Linked DNA regions of Mus musculus: regions 2, 3, 4 and 5 are each linked to region 1. The links are chromatin contacts, called in public HiChIP or PLAC-seq and promoter capture Hi-C maps. All regions are on one chromosome and are shown on one strand. The core of a region is the stretch at or near the end of the contact, and the rest is flanking DNA. Distances in the headings are between cores, read along the strand shown.

Evidence for each region. Promoter capture Hi-C pulls out the DNA fragments that hold promoters and counts their contacts. HiChIP or PLAC-seq counts read pairs in DNA pulled down with a chosen protein or histone mark.
Region 2: a promoter capture Hi-C map of erythroid cells shows a contact between it and region 1, with 13 times the contacts expected there. The contact joins the promoter of Crls1 here to the promoter of Snrpb in region 1. A contact is called at or near these places in 2 of 39 promoter capture datasets (erythroid cells and pre-B cells).
Region 3: a promoter capture Hi-C map of liver shows a contact between it and region 1, with 3 times the contacts expected there. The contact joins the promoter of Bub1 here to the promoter of Snrpb in region 1. A contact is called at or near these places in 2 of 39 promoter capture datasets (embryonic stem cells and liver).
Region 4: a promoter capture Hi-C map of liver shows a contact between it and region 1, with 4 times the contacts expected there. The contact joins the promoter of Acoxl here to the promoter of Snrpb in region 1. A contact is called at or near these places in 1 of 39 promoter capture datasets (liver) and 1 of 115 datasets of contacts at active chromatin or transcription factors (astrocytes).
Region 5: a contact with region 1 is called in an H3K4me3 HiChIP or PLAC-seq map of pro-B cells, with 12 times the contacts expected there. The contact joins the promoter of Mrps5 here to the promoter of Snrpb in region 1. A contact is called at or near these places in 4 of 39 promoter capture datasets (hippocampal neurons, liver and pre-B cells), 1 of 484 Hi-C or Micro-C datasets (B cells), 2 of 115 datasets of contacts at active chromatin or transcription factors (pro-B cells and regulatory T cells) and 2 of 9 other capture datasets (adipose tissue and liver).

Annotation. Positions count from the first base shown.
Region 1 is chr2:130,178,077-130,180,776 of GRCm38.p6, forward strand. It overlaps Snrpb (small nuclear ribonucleoprotein B), which reads right to left and starts at 1,288. Exons shown (of 7, transcript NM_009225.2): 1 at 1,158-1,288. The coding sequence starts at 1,160.
Region 2 is chr2:132,845,219-132,847,918 of GRCm38.p6, forward strand. It overlaps Crls1 (cardiolipin synthase 1), which reads left to right and starts at 1,448. Exons shown (of 7, transcript NM_001024385.1): 1 at 1,448-1,907. The coding sequence starts at 1,599.
Region 3 is chr2:127,830,455-127,833,154 of GRCm38.p6, forward strand. Bub1 (BUB1, mitotic checkpoint serine/threonine kinase) reads right to left here and starts at 1,405. Exons shown (of 25, transcript NM_009772.2): 1 at 1,266-1,405. The coding sequence starts at 1,291.
Region 4 is chr2:127,853,240-127,855,939 of GRCm38.p6, forward strand. It overlaps Acoxl (acyl-Coenzyme A oxidase-like), which reads left to right and starts at 1,389. Exons shown (of 18, transcript NM_028765.3): 1 at 1,389-1,747. The coding sequence starts at 1,595.
Region 5 is chr2:127,586,029-127,588,728 of GRCm38.p6, forward strand. Mrps5 (mitochondrial ribosomal protein S5) reads left to right here and starts at 1,398. Exons shown (of 12, transcript NM_029963.2): 1 at 1,398-1,457. The coding sequence starts at 1,400. It also overlaps a transcript of Zfp661 not described here.

The sequences.
Region 1 (2,700 bases), core at 38-2,537:
GGGATTGTGTATTTCATTTGATCCTCAAAATTGGACCCAGTGTCATTCATTTTTACTGGTAAAATAGGCTACTCCGGCTGAAGATTATGTAAGGACTTGCCTCAGTCAACTCTTGGAAAAAAAGAAAAAAGAAAAGCAATATCCTGTTTGAGCACCTCGGGTTTCTTCAGCCACGCAACTAGAGTAATCTTTTGGAGAGATTCGAGGTATTTATTACATGTGGTCTGTAGCCAAAACTAAATAAAATTAGGATTTTGAGTACAGAAATTATAACAAACTGAGATTTCAAGCAAAGACCACTTTCCCTGGCTGACCTTTAAGAACTTAAGTTCATTAAGCCTGGGAAAAATCTTGCAGCGATCGTTCACTACCAACAGGATAAAGCAAGACTGGGCCTTCAGCAACCAGACTCCTGGAAAGTTCGTGCCATCGACTGCTTTGCTCTCTCAGTTTTCCAGATTGCTAACCCTCCCTCCCATGGGGGAGCCGGGTGCCCCGAAACAATCATTTGGGAGTCACCTCCTGGAGAAAACGTTCTCGTTCCTCCCACTGCCGTTACTTTTGCCTAACGCTGAGCTACCACTGCGATATTAGTTATATTGTAGCTATATTAGGACTGCCTGGCCAGAAACTGGCCCAAGTGAAGACAGAACTTACTTTAGGGTGCAGCCCCGGCGCCCGACACAGCCCAACATCAAAATACGAGAAGCAAGGTCGCGCGCGCTCTGCTGGCAAACCCTCTCCTCCAGCCTCCCGCTCCCTCCGCTGCTCGACTCCGGTTTCGGGCCGTGACCTCCGCTACTCCTCCGCCTCGCCCGGCGCTGCCCGGTCGGCCCGAGGCCTGCGCCAGCTCCAAAAGCCCGGGCACACACTGACGCCCAAGTTTAAAGCTACGGAGGCCGCGGGGCCGAAACCGCCGTGGCTCCGGGACACGACGTTTGACGGCCGCGCATCGGCCTCTGTACCCCGGTCGGCCTTCCCCTCTACCCGGTCGCAGCCTCACGGCAAGTCCAGGCCTTTGGCGCTGGGATGAAGCGGCTTCCACCCCGACCTCCTCCGCCACGGGCGGCTCGGCTCGGCTCCAGCCCACGGACGCCGCCAGCTACCGCCCCGTTCCGCACCCCCGAGCGCCCTACAGCCAGCCCGCGCCTTCTCACCATGGTGGCGGCTCGGATGGCTCAGATTCCCGCCGGATTCTCTGCCACAGAGGCCTAGTCGCCAGCCAGCCAGCCGCTGGATTCCCGCCGCCGCCGCTAACGGAAATGCTGCCTGCAAAATGCCGCCGCTAGTGAAGCTACTTCCGGTCCGGCCTCGGACCTGGAGTTCCGGTCTCTGGAACGCAATTAGGGGGCGGAGCATTAGCATCAGCTGACGGATTGTGTGGTGGTTTTGTTTTGTTTTGTTTTGTTTTGGGTGGATTTTTCCCCCCCTTTGTTGATTTTATTGGAGTTTTCCTCCTCGTTTTGTTTTGCTTTAGACCGGGTCTCACTGGGTCTTGAGCTTCGGATCCTCCTACCCACCGCGTTCTTAGTACCAGATGCTGGCGTACACCATACTTGGGCGGCAAACATCCTTGGAGGACAGACACCTCCCCAGCTAAAGTCTCCGCTGGAGTGCTTGGTTTACACGCCGATGTCCCAGACCCCACTCCCATCCAGTTCTCACCCAGCGCTCTTGTGAACTCACTCTAGGAAGCCACTTCTCTAGCTTCTCTCTATGTTCTTCCCTCTTTGCATTTGCTTTTGTCTCACCAGGAGCGCTAGACTCGCAGGTATATGCACACCCTCATGCCCTTACCTCCAGGATTTAAACAGAAATGACAGTCCTGGTGAGGACTTTCCTGACCATTCTTTCTAGGAAAAAAAAAAAAAAATGCAACTTTCTCAGGCTCTTCGCGCTTCCTTTTTGCTTGTTTTCAAATATTGATTGCTATCTGACATACTAAACCGTAGTCCCCTTATTATTGGAAGGGCATGCCTTCCCAGACTCGGAGTAACTCCCCAAGTCACAATATGCTAATTTTTTTTCTACATAAGCACGCTTACGATATGCATATCCTTTTCACTTAACGCAAGTGTATTTTGGCACCCTTGAATTGACTTTAAAAACCGGGATTTAAGCAAGACAAATTTTGGGTCGAAGTTTGGATTGATGTCCCCTTCCCGCCTCTCGGAGTCCGGCCTGGCTACAGGAGGTGGCTACTTCAGTCTCTATATCCCCCTCTGGTAGGAATCTCAGCTAGAGTCACCTCCATAGGTATCCTCCCCAGCCCCAGGCTCCAGCTAGCCACCAGAGAAAAACCCCAACTCCTCCCCACCACATCACACCCCCACCCCCACCCATTCCCTTCCTCACCCCTTCCTCCCCTACCCAGTTCCCTCTGTCCATCCACCTCCAATGACTATTTAGTTTCCCATCTGAATGAGATTGGAATCCCCCTTGGGACCAACAGTGGTATGGGATGGAGGCAATGGTGGGGGCGGGGGGGGGGATTTGTAAGGGCGGGATTTGGGAATAGAAGAGGGAGCAAGGGCTATGATCCAGATATAAAGTGAATAAAAGAAAATTATTGAAAAAACAAAACAACAAAAACAAAAACGGGATTTAGTCAGGCAGTGGTGGCCTTTAACACCAGCACTCAGGAGGCAGAGACAGGCTGATCACTGTGAGTTCGAGGCCAGCCTGCTCTACAGAGCTAGT
Region 2 (2,700 bases), core at 198-2,697, 2.7 Mb after region 1:
CCATAGAAATATTAAACCCTGACTTGAAGGAACCAAGTGGTAGCTGATATAAATATGATCAAAGTCAGCTGGTTAGATTAGCTGCAAGCAGCTCCATCAGTTGACCCATCCATCCCAAAATGGGCCGATCAGACCACTGTATACAAGGGGATGACTAAGGCTAAGACTATATACAAGGGGATGTAACTCTAATTATGAACAGAAACTGACTTTGTTTTTGTTTTCGAGACAGATTTTCTCTGTGTAGCCCTTGCTGACCTGGAATTTACAGATATCTATCAGCCTCTGCCTCCCAAGTGCTGGGATTAAAGGCATGCACCACGGCCACCTGGATTTATCTTTTTACTTCTTTTTCTCTTTGTTTCATACCACTGCTTAGATTTTTCTTCTCTTTTCCTCTTCTTTCCTTTTCTTCATTTTTCTTTCTTCCTTTTTTAATTAAAAAGAAAAGTCTAGGCCTCTCGCAAAAACCAAAACAAAATAAAGATGATCTTGATAAAAAGCTCCTTAAGACTACAATCCTTAGCCGGGCGTGGTGGTGCACGCCTTTAATCCCAGCATTCGGGAGGCAGAGGCAGGCGGATTTCTGAGTTCGAGGCCAGCCTGGTCTACAGAGTGAGTTCCAGGACAGCCAGAGCTACACAAAGAAACCCTGTCTTGGAAAAAAAAAAAAAAAAGACTACAATCGTCAAATGTGATGTGGGCTTTACGAACAACTTCCAGGTGAGTGTGTGCCATCACAGACTGGGCTGAAGAACAGTGGAAAGACTGCAAGACATCACCACGTGGTGACCTTTCACTGGTTTGGTTCTTGCCCGACCTGGATTCAAGGCCCTGGGTTCAAGCTCAAATCTATAACAAAATGGTAGGTTAGGTAAGGTTATAACAGTGAACTGATTTGTTTCTAATTCAGACTTAGAATAAGCAGGTTTCTCCTGTCCACGGGCTTCTGTACCTGTAAAAGTAAAGGCAAATACAGAAGGCATGTTAGAGTTGTTGAGAGGATAAATAATGACACTATAACGCATACAGTAAGCACTTCCCAAGTAAACAATTAGTGATTGCTATTATTGACATTTCCCTTTGCTCTATTCATATGCATTTAGTGCTAAGGAAGCAGAGTAGGTACTTAACTACTTTGATGCCAACACTAATGCTTTACATCTCCAGTGATAATACAGAGCCATGCACACCAGCGGGCCACTTGGCATCAGGCAGGCCTGATATAAGTGGCTTCCTGTGGCCACGTGGCACTCGCTCTTGGTCTTCCCTACCTGTCATTCTTCTTAGCCTGCAGGCACTAGCGGCTCTACTCACTAGTCAGGTCTTCCTAACCTGCGGGCCTTAGCTGTTCGTGCTCGCCGCTGCCGCGCGGGGGCGCCGGTGAGCAGAGCGGCTGGGTGTCGTGAAAACGTCGTGAAAGCTGACTCCCTTGGCGGTTCAGGCCACCTGTATAAGCGGAAAGTGCCAGAGTGTAGAAATTAGTATGGAGCTGTCCATACGGCCTCGGCACCGCTCGACTTCTCTAGAGAAGCTGGCAGCCGGTGCCAGGGGCGTCTGAGTTCTCGACTCTTGGACTCCGTGGAGGCCACACGGCCATGTTGGCTTGGCGCGTGGCGCGCGGCGCGTGGGGCCCTCTTCGCGTGGCCCTCCGGCCTCCGGGGGCGCGGCTCGGCAGGGGCGGCTCCCGCAGGGCCCTGCTGCCGCCCGCGGCCTGCTGCCTCGGCTGCCTGGCTGAGCGCTGGCGGCTGCGGCCGGCCGCGTTCGCCTTGCGGCTGCCCGGCGCCGGCCCGCGGACCCACTGCTCGGGCGCGGGGAAGGCAGCCCCGGAGCCCGCCGCCGGAGGAGGAGGTGCCGCCGCGCAGGCCCCCAGCGCCCGATGGGTCCCGGCGAGCGCCGCCAGCTCGGTACGTGCGAGGGAGGGTCGGCGGGACGCAGGTGACGGGCTCGGCGCTCTGTCGCGACACTCACCCGGTGTTCTGGGAAGTTACGGGCAGCCAGGGCGTTCGATCTTGGTGAACTTCAGGGGTCCCCCGCCGGGTACAGTCTCTGGCCAAGTTGAAACCCACTGTAATCCCCTTGTGTGCACACCCGTTGCTGGGAGGTGTGTCTACACGTTGCATAGGTAAAAACAACCATCGCTCGTCTAGTTAATCTGTTTTTAATTTTTTGAAGTGAATCTTCAGGGTTAAGTTCGGCGGAACCATAAGAACGGCCCTTCTGTCCGTTTGTGCAGATTACATCATCCTTTGGTCTTTAGCAGTATCACGGAGGATAATTATCTGGCTTAGGTTGTAATGAAAAGATCTTTCAACTTTGTATTATAGAAAGCTTCAGACTATTCTTGACGTAACAGAAGGATTTGTTCACCTTGCCTGGTAAGATAACTTCCCAAGCAGGTGACACCAGAGCATGAGTGTGGCCCAGCTTTTGATGTCATGTTAGCAAGTCCATGCAATTATTACATCTTCAATTGTTAGGTCTTCAGCGGCCACTGTACTGCCCTGCTCTCCTCAGTTACACAGCATGGGCTGAGGTGGCCACACCCCGGCAGGGGTCACAGCTTCAGGCCTAGCTTTAAAACTCTTGGAGATTGAACGCCGCCGGATGCTTTGAAGTTGCCCTCAACCTGGCTGAAGCCCTTCCCAGCACAGTTGGCCGAGTATGCCACAGGTTATCTGGTTGGGTAATTTGAGATTA
Region 3 (2,700 bases), core at 155-2,654, 2.3 Mb before region 1:
GTTCCTTCACAAAAAGGAGCAGGGCTGGAACCATAAACAGTAATGAGTTCAGAAGTTACAGCAAGTAAGGGTGAGAATAGTATGTGTACAACTTTGGAGAGAGGATACATGGCAATTAACTGTATTCTCAGTATGCATCAAGTTGAGAAACAACCATAGGTTTTTAAACTGAGAAATGATAAGATTAGGAGAAAAAGAATTTAAAAGTAGTATTTTGGTAGATGACCAGAAAACTATATCTCAAAATATATTTCACTGGCAAACTGAAATGATCATTCAGAGAAACTGCAATGGTTTTCTCATAATTTAGTAGAGATTTTAGCAATTTATTTTTAAGTCAACGATTCTCACTTTTTCACTTTGGATTCATTTTGGATTCTTTTTAGCATGTTTGAAATGTCAGCACTACTTCTGTGTTTAGAAGTTCTTATTTAGCAAAATAAGAAATACAAATATTTGTCCAAGATAAACAAACATTGAATAGCCCCACACCAACCACACCTCCTGGGAAAATGGCTTAAACATCAAATCATTAAAATAAATTAGTCTTTAAAAATCAAAATACCTAGCTTCTATTTTAGAACGGGGAGGGGAAATCCTTAGTCGATCTGATCAAAAATTAAATTGCTTAACGCCAACAGATTTTGGATATCTTACTCTTAGAATACCTAAAGAACTGATGAAAATAAAATTGTATTTCTTGTAACATCCGATTTAACAGTTTTAAATGGCTTAACATCACAGGCTGAGTAAGTCACCTAAGCGCCCGCCCCCAGACCCCAAAACAAAAACAAATAACCAATCAGTGCCTGCAGGAAGCCTCAAATGACTTAATAGCAAGCATTCCCCCCCCCCCATAAAGTTCAGCTTTAATTTTTTTCTTACGTATCAGGCAATCGAGAAATAATAAATTCTTTCCTTAGTTGGGTGGCATTTTTATCAGACTTTGAAATTTTCTCCAAAAATCTCCACCACCACACAAGTTTGGGTTTTGAAGGCGGGGCGTCCCTCGCGTCTAGAGGAAGTTCCCCATGGAGAAGATACGTGACTTCAGAAGGTTCCGCAGACTGCCCAAATCCTCGGCACAAAACGGTAGCCGGCTGCAGCTTGCACGTCTACTCGAGTGACCCGGGGGCTACCGCCTTGGCTGAGGCCTGGTGCAGCGAACCCGCTGAGGAAGCGGCGCTGAGGAGAAAGCGCGCCTGAGGGACCCGGACTCTAACCGTCCCGACCGGCCCACCTCACCGCACCTGACCGACACTTACCGAAAGACATTTTCTAGGTTGTCCATGACGAGAAAAAACGCGCAGCGGCGAAATACCCCACCAGCCGCCGACCAAACTCCCCATCAGCCCCTAACCCCGAGTCTCGAAGGCCGCCGGCGATTCGAATTCCCCGCGCAGCCGCACTTGTGATGTCGAACGTGGGCAGCGCGCCTGACTATTGGTCTCCGCTGCGGGAGAGCTGGCCAATCGCTGCGGCCGTTGCTGGGAGACAAAGTCCCGCCTCCGTCCCCGCCCCCTCCGTCCCTAGCCCGCAGTTCTTTTCATTTGCCTTTTAGTGAGTCCTATGCTAGGTGCTGACTGAGCTAAGGTTTGTTTCCATTCTAGTGAGACACTAGCCATGTTTTGGCATAGAGTTATTATTATTACTTTTTAAAAAACGGTATAAATGGCAACTGGCTTACAGTATTACACTACCAGGCCGAACGTGACGATTCTGTGACTGAAACCCCTTTGAGTCCTCTTGGGTCTTGAGAGTCACTCACGAATTTTTGTCCTCTTTGCTTAACAGAAATGGCATAGCTGGTGAGCTGGCTCGGTGAATAAAAGCATCCACAAGGTGGAAGGAAAGAAAACCAACTTCCTCAAGTTGTCCTCTGATCTCCACATGCATGCCGTGGCACATACTCATATAACAAATGAGGAAACCACAATCATTATGTCTGGTTCACGAATGAAGACAAATAGCCATGTATATGTGTGTGTGTGTGTGTGTGTGTGTGTGTGTGTGTGTGTCCATCCAGAGTTTTATGGGATCCCATGCCTTTGGCCTCTGCCACACTTGGTTCACATAAAGGCACACCCACACGTATTTGTAAAATATTCATAGTAATTTTAAAGAGTCCGGAAGTCCAAGAATAAATATTTAACATGTTCATGTGCCCTGAGAGTGAGTTGAGAAATAATCTAGTCTTCCCTGCTTCTTGAGTTTTAATAACTTCCCACTTTGCCTCTCTAGGGTCACTTGACCAAAGCAAGTAGAACATAAAAGACTCATGCGATTACTACCTTCCTGTTTCTAAAGGTCCTGGGAGTTTTTCAGCTCCTTCAAGTTGATAAAAAAGATATTGCAGCTTCTGGACAGATAGACATTTTCTAACCTAGAGAAAAGAATTATGAGTGATTTCCCATTTGATTTCCTAGAATCATCTAACTAGAGGAACATTCCTGACATGTCTTTATAGCTGCACACGAAAATATTGTCTGTGGCCATGATATTGGCAGAATTGGTAAACACCACTAGAGGGAGTTCCAGGTTCTTGCATTCCTCGTAGATAGTAGCAAGCAAAGTAGATTAAGAATACACTTCCAATGTTTGGCTGCTAACATCTGCCTCTATTTGTAAGGCTCTGGCAAGGCCTCTCAGGAGACAGACATATCAGGCTCCTTTCAGCATGCACTTCTTGGCATCCACAAT
Region 4 (2,700 bases), core at 139-2,638, 2.3 Mb before region 1:
TTCTCCCAGTTGGGGTCAGACTACTCTTGACCATTTATGGGGCTGTCTGGGAACAAATTCTTGAATAATGAAATAGCAACCCACAGCTCCTGCTCACCTACACTATGCCCCCTGAGACTGAAAGAAAATTACCCACAATCCCCTGTGTTATCATCATCCTAATAATTTGCATGGGCAGGCATTGGTAGCAGGAACATGGCCTAGCCCAGTGGTCCTTGAGTGTGGTCTGACAATCCCTGGATATCTCTGAGATGTTTGCAGGTGCCACCTGAAAAATAAATGCCTGGTTTTCTGTGTGTGTGATGCAGGACTTTTGTGACAAACTAACCCAAAGGGCACCTCACAGCAAAGGCAAAGCTGAAAGCCAAGGTGTCTTTAATTAGGCTAGATATTCAAACAATTTGTAAAATGTAAGATAACTCTATTTGTCTAACTTATTTTATTTTTTATCTCCTTTTTGGATTTTGGAAATTGTGTGTATTTTCATGAAACTATTACTTTATGAGTTTATTATTATTTACAATGACTAAAGTACCAGATTTCTCTGTTTTAATTACCAATATGGTAAATTGCTAAATAGAACCACAAGGAAAGCTCCTCGGCAGTTTCACAGTTTTTTTTTTCTTTTTATATTTATTTATTTACTTATGTGTTTGTTTTTTTGTGTGTATGTGTATGGACACACATATGCCACAGCATGCATGTGGAGGTCAGGGGCACCTTGTGAGAGTGGGTTCTTTTCGTCTTCCATGTGGGTCCTAAGGCTCGAAGTCTGGTCATCAGGCTTAGTGGCAAGCACCTTTACCCACTGAGCCATCTCGTTGGTCCCTCAGTAGTTTTTAAGTGTAAAGGGGCTTAGGGACCTTGAAGTCTGAACAACACTGGTTTAAATCATCCACAGGTTCCGGGAAGCCCACTCTTAGCTGCCTGGTGGGAATTGGCAGACAACCTATGGCCTGATCGTTGTATTTACTCTAACTATATATTTTTTTTAAATTAGTTTTAGTTTTGGGTGTTTTACATTAGAGAGACTGGTGATTAGCTCTAAGATGGAATGATATTCTAAGGTCAGATTGCCTCACTTCTGAAGGTGCTTGAGAATGAGGAAACCGGTTACTTTCCTGATAACCCCTAAGATGTTAGACTTCTTCCCCCCCCCCCCCGACCCCCCACCCCCCGGAAGTCATGAGTGCATTGCAAAACTCTAGCTGAGCAGGGACTATGTCAAGAAGCCAAAGAAGTGAGTCTGTCATTGGTTCTTCATGAAATTCTGTCCTGTTTAGGCCTCAACACCAACCCAGTCCCTATTGGTCCTAAGGATCATGACAGAGAAGCCTCCTCCCACCCATCCCTGTGCTTGCTCTGACTTTCTTTCTCTGAGACCTTTCCTCTTTGGGCTTGGGCCCTCTGGCTTCTGTTTGTCCTGGAACCCTGGCTTTTCCTAGCAGGCTGTGACAGGCTACCCTGGATCTTGGTCTGTGTGCTGCTTTTGGCAGGAGTCTTTGTCCCAGCTCCAGCCCCATGCACTTGGATGCTGGCCACTTGGCCAGGCCAGCCCTGGCCCCATGGGATCCTGTGGAAGAGTTGAGCAGAGATGACAGGATGGAGTGGACTGTTTATAGAAGTCCCTCTGTATAGATTGGCATCCAAAGTGTGCTGTCATCTGCGGGGACCACAGGGATTTCTTCAGAGAGCCTGCCAGGGAGTGTGTTGTCTGCCAAGGGACTCCAGAGCAGCTGGAATCATGGTTTGTTTATTTCTTGATACTGTGACCATTTTTTATAAATAAGATCTTTTTATTTGAAAACTTAATTACTACTTTTACAGTCAAGTGTTGTGTAAAAGGTAACAACAATTACTACTTGCTACCATTTGTTAAGTCCCTTCAGTATGGCAGGTGAGGTGACTCACTCACTTCACAGTTATTTACTGGCTCCAACAATGAGCTAGACACCAAGGGACAGAAAGTAAAGCAGGTATTTGTGGAGCTTATAGTTTAATACAGGAGGACACACTGCATAGTAAAACACATATACGTTTATGGTACATCAGGCAGTGACAGACTCTGTGAGTAAAAATCAGACATAAAAAGTTGGAGAGAAAGAAGATGAAATTGTCTTTATGATGCCATGCTCTTATCGTTGAAAATCATCATAATTGCACAAAAATATGTTAGGACTAGTAAATTCAGTAAAGTTGCAGGTAAGATCAATATGTCTTTCTATGTTAAAATGCACAATCAAAAGAAAATTGAAATTTTTAATTATAAAATAAGCATGAAATGACAAAATACTAAGAAACACATTTTTCTTTCCTTTGTTCTTTTTTCTTCTTTTTTTCTTTTTTATTTCTTTTTTCTTTCTTTCCTTCCTTCCTTTCTTCCTTTTTTTTTTTTTTCTTTTGAGACAAGCTTCATTGTGTAGCCCTGGTTGGCCCAGAACTCTCTACATAGACCAGGTTGGCTTTGAACTCATAGAGATCTGCCTCCAGAGTACTGGGATTAAAACATGCACTATCATGCCTGGCTTACAATGTAAAATTTTTGTACACCAAGGGCGATTTCTTTCTTTCTCTCTCTTTCTCCTTCCTTCCTTCCTTCCTTCCTTCCTTCCTTCCTTTCTTTCTTTCTTTCTTCCTTCCTTCCTTCCCTCCCTCCCTCCCTCTCTCTTTCTTTCTTTTTCTTTCTCTCTCTCTTTTTTC
Region 5 (2,700 bases), core at 148-2,647, 2.6 Mb before region 1:
ACAGGTTTTGTCTCTCGTGCATGGCATCCAGAAACTCTCCAGTGTTGCTATGTCGGCTACAGGGGGCACTAAATGGGTGGCTTGTCAGTAGAGGGAATAAATCATATCACTAGGCTGCCAAGGTCTCAGCACTGCTGTCTAATTTTTGTTGATCCCTTTCGCCTCTGTCAGTCTCATGGATCTCTTGTAAGCCTCGGTCTGCCCCTAAGGCAGTGAAAAGGGCAGCTGTGAAAGGGTTCTTCTGCAATTCTGAAGGATGGCTGCATACAGAAATCCTCAACTATGTTCCCAGAGAGCTTGTAAAAGAGCCCTGTGATACTTTGGTTGGACAAGGTCAGGAGAAACATACAATCACCTCTTCTCAGGAAAATGATTCTTCCAGTCTGCTCCTGAGTTTCTTGGGGGCTGCATGGTATGTGCTCAGACATGGTCACGAACCTGTGACAGATTTGGAGGACATAGTTTACCAAGTCTTGCCACGTCTTCAGCTGCCTATAGGTCTTCATGGATATCCTTACTGAATGAACTAAAGCCTCCCCAGCCTGTGCTGCAAAGACTTACAAAGTAGCCAAGGCACTCTCACAAGCAATTCTGAACTTGCTCAGAGACTGCAGGTGTTTCGAATCATGACCAAGACATTAGGTAGCAAATGTGGCTTGCCCAACAACCACTGCCCTCAGGAAAGGTAGAAGCCTTAAATGATAATCCCAAGAAGCTAATGAAGAAAGCCCCTGTGTTACTTTCTATTGCCGTGACAAAACACCATGACCAGGGCAACACAGAAACAGTTTATTGCAGGCTTAAAGTTTCAGGGGAGGAGTCCAGAACCATCATATGTGACTCATTTGGGCAAGCATGGATAGTGTAAAGCCATGAGCAGGTGGGGTAAAACCCGTGGCCTCGGGCTGGAACATGACTGTGTGTGAACAACCTGTACCATGAATACACAACAAAGGCAACATATGTTTAATAAACTTTGGGCCTTTACGGACTTCCCACACTTTGTCTCATTCACCCCCGGGCTCCTTCCCGATGTTCCCAGACTCTTTCCCGGTTCCGCAGAACTGACTTTGCCAGGTCAAGCCTGCTACTGGTGAGATGTGATCCATTAGGCTACTATCAGAGAAAAGAGCCCAGAGCTAGCCCCGCCCTCGCCCCGCCCCTGCCCGGGGTCCTAGCGCGAGGACCCCTGAGCAGCTGTCCGAGGCTGAGCCTGACTCAGTTTCCTCTGTGGTCCACGAGGGCAGTTTTCCGTGTGCGCTGAATGGTGGCCCTCGAGCCTCAGCACACCTCTCTGCGCTGACGACGAACTTGTGACAAGGCGCGGTCGCAGCTCGTTGCTGCAGGCGGTGAGGAAGGCGGTTCCAGAGACAGGCGGAGTCGCTGCTCCGGCTCCAGCATGGCGGCGGCCGTACGCGCTGCAGGCTGTCTCCCTGCATTGTGTAGCTTGCAGGCAGGTGAGCCCTGGGACCCGGACCGAAAGCGCGCGCGAGCAGGGGTCTTTCCCTCGGGTCTGTCGAGTCTAGGCTCCAGGAACGCGAGAAGTCGCCGAGTCCTTGATCTCAGTCTCCCATTCGGGTCCGGCCGGCTGTGTGACCTTGCGCGCCTTCTGTCCCTCTCTGGTCGCGCCGTTTGAGAGTATAAGGAGTGAACTGGGCAGTGTGCTTTCGGCCAGGGAGACCGTTCAGGCCCACTCTGTGAGGAGGAGCGAATGTAGCAAGCATAGTCTGTGGTTCATAGGGTGATGTCAATCCCTGTCTCGAGTCAGAGTGCCGCCAGCAAAAAGTCTAACAGACTCTTACTGAGTCTGTTAGATTAACTAGCTGTCATTTTAGCGTCTGGGCCGATCCGTTTGCCAGAATATACTTTTGCTGTCACCGTCTTCCTGCCGCCCTTTTCAGTTGTGTGCCGATCTCTAGCATGGCGTTGGCTTGTAGGAATAGCTTCGCGCTGGACATTGTGCTCAAGGTCCTGGTCCAGAAAGTTCATTTTGTTGCAATATTTAACCTGAAATCACTTGATAGGGTATGTGACTTGAGCCTTCGTTTGTTTTGCCGGCGTTGAAACCATCTCATTAAGGCCTCTGTCCATAGTAAGTTGTAACATTCACTAGCGCTCGCAGGTGATCTATCTAAAGTGTACACTTCAAAGGTTTTGTTTTAGTGTTTTTGTAGACGGTGCATTTATCATCACAGTCAGTTTGAGAACATTTTCATCACTCCAAAAGAAAAAACAACTGTACCTTTTAACTGTTGCCCCCACCCCTCGCCATCTCTCACTAGCCGTCAACACTGGGAGACTACTGATCTATTTCCCATCTGTCCATAGCTTGTCTGTTCTGGGCATCTGGTTTCTACGATTGGCATCTGCCAATAATGCTGTGTTGTCAGGATTTGTCCCTGCTGTGACATACCAGTCCCATGTTGCTTGTGAGCCAATAATACTCTTGTGTCCATTACACCACATTTTGTTTATCCACTCATTGGCGGATGAACGTTTGAGCCGTTTCCATCTTTTGGCTGTTAGGACTGATGTTAAAACATTTGGATGCTGTGCTTCTGTCTGTGCACATGTCCGTCCTCTTGTGGGTATTTCCTGGGTGGAATTGCTGGTTGAAGTGACACCTCAGTGTTTAACTAAGGAACTAACTACCAAGTAGCTGTACCATTTTACAGCTCCACCGGCACTGTGTAGGGGCTT